Linked DNA regions of Macaca mulatta: region 1 is linked to region 2. The links are chromatin contacts, called in public Hi-C maps. All regions are on one chromosome and are shown on one strand. Each heading gives the region's core, a stretch centred on a gene start, on an enhancer-like site or on the middle of the called end of the contact. The rest is flanking DNA. Distances are from core to core; before and after follow the strand shown. Region 1 holds the start of FOXJ3 (forkhead box J3). Region 2 holds the start of YBX1 (Y-box binding protein 1).

What was found. Hi-C and Micro-C count contacts between places; a contact is called where the count stands out from the background.
Region 1: a contact with region 2 is called in a Hi-C map of fetal cortex germinal zone, with 2.2 times the contacts expected there. The contact joins the promoter of FOXJ3 here to the promoter of YBX1 in region 2. A contact is called at or near these places in 2 of 14 Hi-C or Micro-C datasets (fetal cortex germinal zone and liver).

Annotation. Positions count from the first base shown.
Region 1 is chr1:198,426,547-198,429,731 of T2T-MMU8v2.0, reverse strand. FOXJ3 (forkhead box J3) reads right to left here and starts at 1,771. Exons shown (of 13, transcript NM_001266996.1): 1 at 1,664-1,771. It overlaps LOC144334019 (a long non-coding RNA gene), which reads left to right and starts at 1,949. Exons shown (of 3, transcript XR_013403357.1): 1 at 1,949-2,454.
Region 2 is chr1:198,077,410-198,080,592 of T2T-MMU8v2.0, reverse strand. YBX1 (Y-box binding protein 1) reads left to right here and starts at 1,715. Exons shown (of 7, transcript XM_015137151.3): 1 at 1,715-2,019; 2 at 2,691-2,754. The coding sequence starts at 1,854. It overlaps LOC144334018 (a long non-coding RNA gene), which reads right to left and starts at 1,465. Exons shown (of 5, transcript XR_013403356.1): 1 at 685-1,465.

The DNA of each region.
Region 1 (3,185 bases), core at 522-3,021, 350 kb before region 2:
CAAGTTCTAGCCTCATCCAAAAAAAAATCTAACGAAAGCATGAGAAACTTCCCAGCTTCGTCCTCAGCAGCACAAAATCAAGAAGATTCACCTCAATTCTGAGACACAAAAGCAAAAAGAGAAATCCTCCTATTTAAGAAACTAAAACATTTAATCACATCTATATAATATATGTCACTCCGAAAAAGAGAGAGGAGTTACTGCTTTTCTATAAATATTTGCTAGGGACCAGGGGGAATAGGTTTCTCTCACTGTTACTGCGGGAACAATCTGTGGTCTCAAAAGAGCCAAACAGAAGATGAAAACCCTAATCTGGAAGAGACCTTAAGAAAAAAACTACTCAAAACATGTTTCAAACCAGTTTCAAAAAAGAGAGTGCAATGGGTACTCAACAGAGTAAGGGGAAAAGTGAAGTAAAAGAGCTTGTACAAAATAAGTGACTAGGTGAAACTAGTGCTGCCTTGTGAGAAAAAGAGCTATGCATATAACGCTCCTATGACATCACGCTTTTTCACTGGGAAACAAAACTGAGGAAAACAAACACAAATAAATCTCAGAAAAAGACCAAAAAGGTGCCCACCAATCTCTAACTCCTTCAGGAATTAGAGTGAATGGCTCTAACTCACTCAGGAATCCAACTAGGGACAACACAAACGTGGAATGCACCAACACGGAATAGTAAAACCTTCGCTCACCAGACACACAAAAGGTAAAATCAAGAAATGAAAACTATATACCTGAATTCATCCGTAGCAAGCGCTTATTCTCTATGATTAACCAACAGAGGAAAGAATAAGAGCAGCTAATGGAAGAGGAGAAAAGATGTTAATGAAACTAAGCCCTGTTATGTCCCCTACTGGCCTCAATTTCAGAGTACAACTCTTGATTCTTCATCTAACCAACAGTCGGCCTCGGCAAAGCAAACTGATCCTAACACCTTCCATGCCACCGGGAGGAAATCACAGAGGAAAAACCATCCCGTTAACCTCCCTCCTCACCAGCTGCAAAAATGGAGCTGGGAGGGGGGGCGGGAGACACTCTACCACGTGGGCAGGATGCAACACACACAGGACAGCAACACGTCCGCATGGAACGTCTGCCTTTGCCCTAATCCCAGCAAAGGACACAGACACAGGATGGGCGGGAACGCAGGCACCCTCGCAAAGGCCTCCTCACCCCAAAGGGCCACCCCGAGGCGTGAGTTACAGCCCGCCCGGCCGGCAGAAAAGCGCCCCCAAGCTTGAAGGGAAGAAGCCGCAGACTGCCGGGGCCGGGGGCTAGCCCCGGCCAGGGGACAGGTCATGGATGGAAGGAGACGGTAGCTGCCCTCGGACTAGGCGCCCCCGGGATCCACGGCTGGTTCCCCGGGGCCCCGCCTGGGGGAGGGGCGGGAAACGCGGAGCCGCTGCTTCCCGGCTGAGGGGCAGCAGCAGCTGAAGAGAAGCGCCGCGGGGGAGGGAGGGACCCAGCCCTCAGCGCCCGCCGGGCCCCAGCCCGGACCCAGGCCCCCTGCCCCGCCCGCCGCCCACCCCACAGCGCGGCTGCGACTAGAAGAGAGAGGGCGTCTCGCGGAGGGCAGCCCCTGCCTCCGATCTGGGAGATGCCCCAGCCCCGCCTCCTCGCCCGCCGCCCAGGCCCGGCCGCCCCGGCGGCGGGCACTTACCTCAGGCTGCGCAGGCCGGGACGGCCCGGCCGAGCCCCCGGCCGCTGCGTGCGTCTCCGCCCCCCGGGAAAGGTCCCAACGGTGCCTAGTGCGAGCGGCCGAGGCCCCGAGCAGCGCCGAGAGCGGCGGCGGCAGCAGGAGCAGCCAACATCCGGGGCCGCGCACCCGGAACTACTTCCCGACCCACATCCCCCTCCCGCCCTCGCGCCACCTCCTCCTGCGACGTCGCAGCACCGCCTGCCCGGCGTCGGCGGCGTCAAGTCCCTGCGCGTCCTCGGCCGCTTCGACGCACGCGGGATCCCTCCGCTGGGACAAGTAGTGCCCTGAGACTGCCGGGGCCTCGGCTCCGCGGGTGTCATCTGGCGGCCTGCAGTTCCAAGCGACTTGGGGTCCTTGTGCCTTGGAGTGGCGTCTGGGGAGCAAGGGCAGCGGAAGCAACCCCGCAGTTGAGGACAGTAGGTATCGGTGGCTTTGGACCCTGCCCGCGGAGACCTGGGGCCCCATGCCCCGAAGAAATGGTGCCACCTGTCCTCCCCCGCCCCCCCACCTCCGCCACCTCACCGAAGCGCCCGGCACCTTAGCCTCCTCTCCAGGAAACCGGACCCCTTTTCTGGCACACCGTGGATTCCGGGACCCCCAACAAAGGCTCCTTGGACCTTCAGGACACCCCTCCTTTCAGAACTTCTTGAGCCCCAGGTGCTAGACTCGTGTCTGCGGAGGCCTTTCCCGTGCCTGGTCTTACTTTCTTTCTTAAAGGAGTTGGAACTCTAAAGGCCCTTCTGACTCTCAAGGTAGCTACCCAGGTTATGGTCCTACTATCAGTAGGTGGAGCGTTTAGAAGGGTAGTTTGGTCGACTAGTGAACTTTGGAATTTACTTCTACGTCAGTCTTCACTGATTTTTTCTCTAAACTATTAGCACTGATAGACTGCCCTATAATTTCACACTTAATTACATTCCAGTGTAGTATTTGCTGTTGCTTCATTCGCGTTAGTCATATATTCCCCTGCAGCACCAAACACGCTTTTGAACTCACATTGGGTGGCTCAATATTTGGAGACTTAGATATTTGTTAGATGAATACTGGGCTGATTGGATGAGAGGAAAAGGAGAGGCATGAGTGAATTGGCCCTGGGTACTTTTTGACATAGCCTCAAAGGGTTCAGATAAACTCCAGCAGATCTGAGCACACAATTCCTTCAGTAAATATTGAACACTTGCCATTTGGTCAAGCATTTCTAGGCACTAGAGATTCAAAGTACTCACACATTCCTTTTGTTTATAAGACTAGCAAGATTCTGAAGGTTCATGTACTCATTTACTCAACAAATATTTGCCAATCACTACTAAGGTTACCAGACACCATTTTAGTGCTTGGGATGTATCAGTAAACAGAAGAGAGAGAGAAAACAAGTACCCTTCCCTCTTGGAGCTTTCATTCTAATATAGGGAGAAAGATGATAAACGTAAGAAAATTATGTAATATGTTAGAAGGCATTGGGTGCTATGGGGAAAAAAAAAAA
Region 2 (3,183 bases), core at 466-2,965:
TCTGTGGCTCATGAGCTAAGAATACGAATCGTTTTTAAAATGTTTAAATAGTTGAAAATATGTAAAGATTCGTGTCATGTAAAAATTAGGGCTGTTTTCAAGCTCCAAACCTGAGTAGTAAGTCAGAACCATATTGTCGGCCAAGCTTGTATTATTATTTGGTTCTCACAGAAAAAGTTCCTACCCCTTGCTCTAAGCAATTGGCGATGATGGCCTACAGTAGTGGCAGTAGGAATGAAGACTCTGAATTGACATTTAGAGAGTTTAGGACTGACTCAAGAAGGCCTTTAGGAGGTGGAACTGACAGGCCTAGACGGCATTGGTAGGGGTAAGGGATACTGCACTAGCCTCCTAACTGCTTTCTCTACTTCCATTCCTTGCCCCTCTGCAACCCATTCTCCACTCCGCAGCCATTTTTAAAAAGATGCCCCTCCCTACTTACGACTCTAAAATTGCTCTTCTCACTCTTCCCCTCAGGATATATTTCCAATTCAATACACCTAAGTGACTCTGCCCACCTCTGCAACCCAATGTCACATTCGAGTCTTACTGAACTACTTGACTGCATTTCCCGAGATCCCACCTCTTCTCGCCTGTACCCTGTGCGCAGAAAGTCAGCCCTCCACCTTCTCCCTGCTTCTACTCCCAAAATACTTCGTGCTTCTGCAGCTCTGGAGTATTTACCGTGTTGGCTGTTTAAATTTCTGCCTCCATCAGAAGGCAGAAACTGACTCGCGAACTATTCCATCCCCAGCCGATAGTAGACGCTTAAAAAAGAACGAAAGAAGGTGGGTGGAGGACTTCAGTAACATCAGGTGGCAGCCTCAATTTTATCGTTTGTGAAACGTGGATAGTAATTCCTCTATCACATGGCTGTTGTACGAATTAAATGAAAAAAAACATAGGACGCTAGCTTGTTCAATAAATGTGAGTTGAATTAAATCTGATTTGTGGCCAGTAGAAAAACACGTTAACACTTGAAAAGGAAGACACATTTTTAAAAATATATGCCTGGTAAAACGGATCAGAAGGCAGGTCCCCATGGAGCACACCCTCGCCCTAAACATGCTGAGCCCGGGCTGCCAGAGCCTGCGTGGTCCCTCCAAGGTGACTGCTCCGACAAAAGCGTACGCTCTTCAAACGCATACGTTTAAGGCAATTCCAGAAACCCTCGGCTGTGCCGCGAGTACACGGCCATTAAAGAAAAGACGACTCTATGCCCGCCGTAATGTTCTCAGATCACAGGGACCGTATTTGGTGCAGGGAGGGAGGGAAGCCTTTTCTTCACGGGGAGCTAAGGCGTCGTCGAGCCCCCTTCCAATCCCGGGTCCGGCCGGGTAATCCCTGCCCAGCGTTCGGGCGTGCCTTTTTTTCAGCCGAGACACAACCCTGAACGTCGGGCCCGCCAGCCCGTCGACTGCCTCGTGGAAGTCACGTTCCCTCTGCCCGTCCTCTCAGGTACTCTATGGTTTTCGTGGCCGACTACTCTAATTCTAGTTCCGGTCTCTATGGCGGCCGGCGGAGGCAGGAACGGTTGTAGGTCGGCTGAATTAGCCGCCAGACAGCCAATGAGAGTGGAGGACTGATAAAATGTTAGTCAATAGAAGCCAGGGACTGAGGTCAGGTGGGCAGATTGACAGTACCACCGGCCAGTGAACAACGCCTAGGGCGGGTCGATCGTAGGGCTTATCCCGCCTGTCCCGCCATTCTCGCTAGTTCGATCGGTAGCGGGAGCGGAGAGCGGACCCCAGAGAGCCCTGAGCAGCCCCACCGCCGCCGCCGGCCTAGTTACCATCACACCCCGGGAGGAGCCGCAGCTGCCGCAGCCGGCCCCAGTCACCATCACCGCAACCATGAGCAGCGAGGCCGAGACCCAGCAGCCGCCCGCCGCCCCCCCCGCCGCCCCCGCCCTCAGCGCCGCCGACACCAAGCCCGGCACTACGGGCAGCGGCGCAGGGAGCGGTGGCCCGGGCGGCCTCACATCGGCGGCGCCTGCCGGCGGGGACAAGAAGGTCATCGGTGAGGACCGGACAGGGACGGGGGTGGGGCCCTCGGGCAGCCTGGCAGCGGAACCGTTAGCCGGGGCTGGGCGAGCCGGCGGGCGCGCGGCCGGTGGGGACCGACTCCGCGGCGCGCGGCCGCCCCTCCCCCCGCCCCCCCACTCGCTCTTGCGGGGGCCCGCCCGGCAGGCGCGCGCACACTGCCTCCCGCGCCCCCTGTGGACCCCGCGCGGCCGCGCGCCCCTCCTCCTGCGGCCGCGCGCCGCCGACCGCGTGTGCGACGGGGTCCCCTCCCCGCCGACTGGCCTCGTGCGCTCGGGCCCGCACGCCGTTGTTCGCGTCTCCCCCACCCAGCTCCCTTCCGCGTGTGCTCGGAGAGCGCGGCGCACCGCCTACGCAGTCCGGAGCGGCTTCCCCTTCCCTCACGTGCTCTCCGTCCGCGGCCTGCGAACACACCCATCCTGGGCCCGCGCCCCGGGCCTGCCCGGGAGCGCCCCGCGCTTCAGACTCACCCACGTGTGCGGCGGCGGCGGCGTGGCCCCGGCGCGGACCCGCACCCAGGCGGTGGAGAGAAAGGGCTGTCAGGTGGCCGCGGCGGGCAGCGTGCGAGGGACCGGATGCCGAAGCGAGACGGGTTTGGAAAAGGATAGCTGGTAATCGTGGCTTGTTTTGCTTTGTTTTCTTTTCCAGCAACGAAGGTTTTGGGAACAGTAAAATGGTTCAATGTAAGGAACGGATATGGTTTCATCAACAGGTGAGCTGCTGGGCTCTGAAGCCTCCATCCTACCTTCTTGCTTGCTTCTTGCTGTGCCAATCCACAGTCCTCTTCTGAAAGGCGTTTACTACCTCTGGTGTATTAATGTGATTTTTTGTCTGTTTGTTTTCCTTGACGACTGGAGGGATTTGGGTTTAGAGAATGCCTTTGTTTTGCAGCTAAATATTAATTTGAAGCTAACTTCAAGGGCTTCGTCACAGCACAAAGCAATTTAAAAGGCAAGCGGAGTGAATGAGCCATTCCTTAACAGGGTAAACGGGAAAGTACGGTCCAGTAGATTTTTATTCTTGTCATCCTTTTCTACTTTATTGAACTCGGTATTTGAGAATGTGATCCACTGACATCGGATATTTACGCCTTGTTAACATTTTGGGGGTAAGAGGATTTGACGTGTCAAGTATATGAGGT